Regions from separate parts of the Athene noctua genome. Here region 1 is linked to region 2. A link is a contact called in public Hi-C data. All regions are on one chromosome and are shown on one strand. The core of a region is the stretch at or near the end of the contact, and the rest is flanking DNA. Distances in the headings are between cores, read along the strand shown.

Region 1 (2,700 bases), core at 7-2,506, 140 kb after region 2:
TGAAAATAACACCCAGACTTTTAAAATGCATGTTATTTGAACAACAACATACAGAGCACCACTATGAGGAGACTGCAAGAGAAAGAATGGATGTAATTTAAAATTTAGGACCTGTTACAAGAACAACCCGTGCCTCTCCTCCTTCTGCTCCCTACTTCCTATTGTTCTGCTGTTCAGCAAGTGATGCCATGTCATGAACGAAGGAAACCTAAATGACAGTTTGCTAGATCTTTCTTTAAAATATTTATGCAAAGAAATTCATATACTCAGGTCTCTACCGAGAACTGGTCACACGTAAAGCTCTTTTAAGGCGTTCTAAAGCCCCGAAAGGGCCAGCAGACTTTGGTTCCTGAAGCAGCCAGCAAGAATACCCAAAATGGTGACTACAAGTAATAAATCAGACAAAAAAGCGTTATTAAAAAAAATAAATAATCAAACCCTGTTAGACGACGCTGATGGTCGGGTTGAACGTTGTAAGCGGCTACTCATTTAATCAAAATGAAAACCTGTTCGCTTACGCGTTTTCCTCCACTACATATTTTTTTCTCCAAAACCTACCCGTACCGAAACAAGACTCCAGCATTTCGCTGAGGGGATGGGAACGCTCCGAGTGCCCTACGGGGACCCAAGCACAGTCCGGACGGCAAAACACGGGGCTTAACCGGGCGGCAGCAGAAGCCACGACACCGAGAAAGAAGATAGGGGCAGGGCCGGAGAACGGGCGGCATTAACATGGGGGGCCGAGGGGGACGCAAGGGCCCGTGAGGCAGGAGGCGGTGGGCGCAGGGCAGGGCGGCCGGAGCAGGCAGAGCCGGCGGCGGGCCAGGAGGGGCCGGGGGGGCGCGGAGAGCCCGCGGCGGGGTCCAGGGGAGCCCCACTCCTCACTCACCCGTCCTTCCGCTTGGCTTTGTAGACGTGCCCGTAGGTGCCCCTGCCCACCTTGCAGCCCTCGTACTCGAAGAGGTCCTCCACCCGCTCGCGCTCCCCGGTCAGCTTCACCTTGAAGTCATAGTCCATCTTCAGCGCCCGCCGCGCCGCCCCGAGCCGCGCCGCGCCGAGCCGCCCCCGACAGCCGCGCACCCCGCCGCGCCCCGCCCCGCCCCGACCGGGCGGCGGCAGCAGCAGCAGCAGGAGGAGGAGGAGGAGGAGGAGGAGGAGGAGGAGGAGGAGGAGACCCCCGAGCCGCCCCGCGGACCATCCAGGGGCGGGCGGGCGGCGGCGGGACTGCTCCCTTCCCTCCCGAGCCCCGTCCTCCGGCTGCTCCCTCCCCGCCCCGCCAGCTAGCGGCACAACAGCCGGTCTCCCGGGCGGAATACGGCAGCCGCGCCTGGCCGCACTGCCGCAAAGAAACGTCGCAAACAGCGGACACCTCCCCGGCCCCGGGCGCGGCGGGCAGCGCACCACGTGGAAGGCGGCGGGCTGAGACCTCCACCGGAGCCCCGCCCCCGCCTGTCCCGGCATGCCTTGCTGGCCCCGCAGCACGCTGGGAGATGGAGTCCGGGAGGGCGGGGCGCGGCGCCCCGCGATGCATGCCGGGAGTTGTAGTCTTTCCAGCGCGAGGCACGCCGGGAGGTGTAGTCCTCAGGCGGCGAGGTGGCGCGGTGCCTGCCGGGAGCTGCAGTCCCCGGCGGGCCGTGGGGGGGAGCCGCGGCGGGGCCCGGCCCGGGGCAGCGGCACCGGCACGGGCAGAGGCCGCACGTGTGGTTATTCCCCGGAGCAGGCCTCCTTCACGGGGCTGCCCGCACCGGGTACAGCGCGGGGCCGCCACCTCCCGGCTGCCCCGGATCAGCCCCCCGGCAGTCAGCAGCGGCCACAAGCTGCGGCTGTCGTCACGGGGTCGATTATGGTGGACGCCCGGATCTCCAGCTTACTCCAGGCTGGCGAGGGCAGACACAGTTTGTCTTTGCCAGCTCAACCTGCCAGGCCACCTGTCAACGTTGTTGTAATTAAGACGATTCTATGACTTCAGGTGTAGGCAGGGTCAGATGCTACCATGCATGCAGAGACAAATCAGGATCATGGCGCCTGGTATTTAACGCAAATACTGTCAACTTTAGCAAGGCCCTTGCGTGTGACCAGTAACTGGGCACTTTCCATTGCCTCTCCTTGGCTGGTAGAGCCATAGTTACCCACCCAACACAAAGCTGGCTAGTTATTTTGCAGAATAGAGAGCTTGTAACTAAACTAAAGCTACAGTCATTTTTCTAATTACAGCCCATTGGCATTTTTAGTAGTCATGGACACAGGCTTCACATTTGATCTCAAGAAAGCAATGTGCCTAAGTAAGGGGGCACTCAAATCCATAACTTAGAGACAAAATATCAAAAAATGTGGGGGCTCTGGAAAGAAGATGCAACATTTTCTGGAACCATCTGAAATAATCTCCATTTTAATTTACAAATCCCCATTTTCATTTATACGATTCCTGATAACTGGGGATAGAGGTGTACCAGCCTCCTGAGCTGGCATCACTCAATTGGACTGATGTCAGATGCCCACAGCTGGACTTTTGGCATGTTGCTATGTAGTTGTTAGGGATTTTATCTATGTTAGATAAAGCAATTAGGCAGGAGTTACAAAAAATACAAGCAATTGAAAGAAGCAGCAAAACAAAATTTTATTTGCCCAGTAACTAAATTACACAAGATTATTGCCCAGCATCTCACTACGCCAATCAACTAGAATCAGCTCAGGGCAGCC
Region 2 (2,700 bases), core at 139-2,638:
AACATAATTCTCTTAGATTCCCTAAGCAAAGCTTTAAAAAAAAAGGCCAGTCTTGCATGATAGGCAAGGCAAAACGACCTCCTCCTTCTCACCCTCAGATTTTAAGTCTCTTGAAGTTCCTGGCTACTTTCATAATTTGCCCCCATCTTTTTCTAATAAGAATACTTTCCCCCCATTCCCTGTAGTTACAAAAGAGACACAAAGAACTACGGCTACACAGCTTTTTCCTATTCCTGCACAAACAGTACACAAACTAAACCATTTGTGCTTTGAAGTATTTTCTATCAAGAAATCTCACAACTGCATCCAATAACCCATCACTCAACTACTGGCCCCACTTCAGATTGTTGCTCAGCCTAAACTATGAGCCCTTCTCCCGCTAGTTATCTGCGGCAATTACTGAACTGTATCAGAAACGAGAAGAATAAATAAAGCATTTCTTAACCGTTTTTCAGCTAGCGTTAGACATTCAGCAGTTACAATAAATCCCTGTCTTCTCATGCCTGCACTCAGACTCCCAGCATCTTCTCAGCGACACATTCACTTAAAAGAGTAAGTGGAAAAACAATATGCAACAAGGCACGAATATAAAGAATTAAAAAAAACCACGGTGTAAAAGTTCTCGAGCTGTCAAGAACTCCCAGAGCCCTTCAAAGCCAGAGACGATTATTTTTAAGTACTTGAAGACTGCTGAATACCAGAAGATACTTGCCGGTGTCACATCCCGGTGCTGGTGCGGGGGCCACGCGTGAAGGGAACACAAGCGGGGAAGAGGACCCCCAGCTTGCGCTTCTCGGGGATGGGCTGCGGGGACAGTCGGGGGGCCCCTTCCTCGACCTCACGCATGGGGAACTCCGCAACCCCCACCCGAGACCGAAAGGGGGAAGGGGAACGCGCCCGCGGCTCCAGGGACTGGCGAGGGGCCGAGGCCGGCAGGAGGGCTAGAAACAAAGCTTCCCCCCGCGGCTGAGGCGAGGGCCCCAGGACGGGCAGCTCAGCCCGGGCCAGAGGAGAGCGAGGAGCCCCGGCGCGACCCGTCGCTGCCCTCCCGGCGGCTCTGAGGGGAAAGGCGCCGCCACGCTGAGGGGGCTCCCACTGGGCAACGGCGCGATTAACCCCGCGGGCCGGCGGCGAGAGACCGCTAAAAAGCGGCTGCTCCCCCTCAGCGCCCCTCCCGGCGACCGCCGGGCTCCCGGGGGGGGAACAGACCCCCCGAGCTCGACTGGCTCGCTCGCTCGCCCACCCGCCCTCCCGCCGCGGCTGAGGGAGGCGGGCGCACAGCCCCGCACCCACCTGGCGCCGCGCTCCGTCCCATCCCGCGCTGCCGCCGCCGCCTCCCGACCGCTCCAGCCGCCGCCGCCGAGCGCCTTCGCGGGCTAAGCCTCCGCGCCCCACACCGCCGCCCCGCCCCTTCGGCCTCGGGACACGCCCCCTCGCCTCCCTTTTGGCCCGTGCCAAGATGGGCGGGGAAAATCTCGCCAATAGGAGCCAGGGCTTCTCCGCACATATTGCTGATCGGCGTGGAGAGCATCCAATGAAAACGCCAGGAGGGCGGGGAGAGCTGTCAATCAGCGGCCCCTACCTGGGGTTCGCAAGAGGCCGGGCGCGGGGGAGGGCAGTTTCCTCTCGTTGACCGCCTGGGCCGGCCCCGCTTCTCCCTCCCTCCCTCCCTCCTTCCTCCGCCAGGCCGGGCCAGGCCTCGCTCCCGCCTCTCGGTCCGGCCGCCGAAGTCCCCGGGGTGCGTAGGCTGCGCTGGGGCTCCCGCCGCCCGGCTGCCGCGGGACTGTCGTGTCTTCGTGTCTCCCCCACACCCCCCCGCCCAAGAGCCACCTGCCCCTCAGGAGCAGCCGCCTCTTCCGCGGGCGCCTCACCGGCTGCTATGGCCATGGTGCACCTCTCCGGCCGCCCCCTCCCCGCCCAGCGACCCGGCTCCCGGGCGCCCATGCCCCGTCCCCCCCAGCAAGCTGCCGGCTGGCATCTGCCCCACGCGGGGCCTGCGCCCTCACCCAGCCACCGCCGCCCCTCTCCCGCCTGCGAGAGGCCTCCGGGGCACCCCTGTCCTCATTCCTGACCGCCACAGGCATCCACCGCCCGCCCTTGCGACCCAATTCCTACTGAACCCAGCTTCTGGTCACCCAGGCCCCGAATTGATTTGTATTTATACAGACACGCACCCTAACGCTGGGGGGGTTGGTGGGGCTTGATTCTGGGCGGGCGGCGGGGGCTGTGCCCCGCTGGGCAGGGTGCATTGTGAGGGCTGCAGCTGCTGACCCAGCCCGAACAATGTGCCCTTTCCTGAAAGCTTTGCTTGAGATTTCGGCCTTTGTGGTTATCTCTATAACGGGGGCTTTTGTTGCTCGCTGCAAAGCCTTTCGAAAAAATAAGTCGGACTTTATCATGTGAATGAGATCGGGGGGGGGGGGGGGGGGGGGGGGGCAGGGGAGGTAGAACAATAGCCAAGCGAACTTTAATGGCCCAGGGCACTTCAATAAATAATCGCAGCTGAAAGTAGGGGCTATTGAACACCATCTCTAGTCAATCACCTTTGGCAACTGAAACTTTACTGGGCTCAAACCCAATTTACCACTGGCTTCAGTTAGCCACACTTTGCCTTACAGTAAAGACGTGGGCTCACAAGCACCTCCTTTTCACAAAACATAATACGCATTTTTTTTATTACTTTGAGAAAAATTACTTCTA

What was found. Hi-C and Micro-C count contacts between places; a contact is called where the count stands out from the background.
Region 1: a contact with region 2 is called in a Hi-C map of heart, with 12 times the contacts expected there. The contact joins the promoter of CDK8 here to the promoter of WASF3 in region 2. A contact is called at or near these places in 2 of 2 Hi-C or Micro-C datasets (heart and liver).

Annotation. Positions count from the first base shown.
Region 1 is chr1:243,192,060-243,194,759 of bAthNoc1.hap1.1, forward strand. It overlaps CDK8 (cyclin dependent kinase 8), which reads right to left and starts at 1,257. Exons shown (of 13, transcript XM_074915092.1): 1 at 890-1,257. The coding sequence starts at 1,017.
Region 2 is chr1:243,054,844-243,057,543 of bAthNoc1.hap1.1, forward strand. WASF3 (WASP family member 3) reads right to left here and starts at 1,389. Exons shown (of 12, transcript XM_074915074.1): 1 at 1,294-1,389.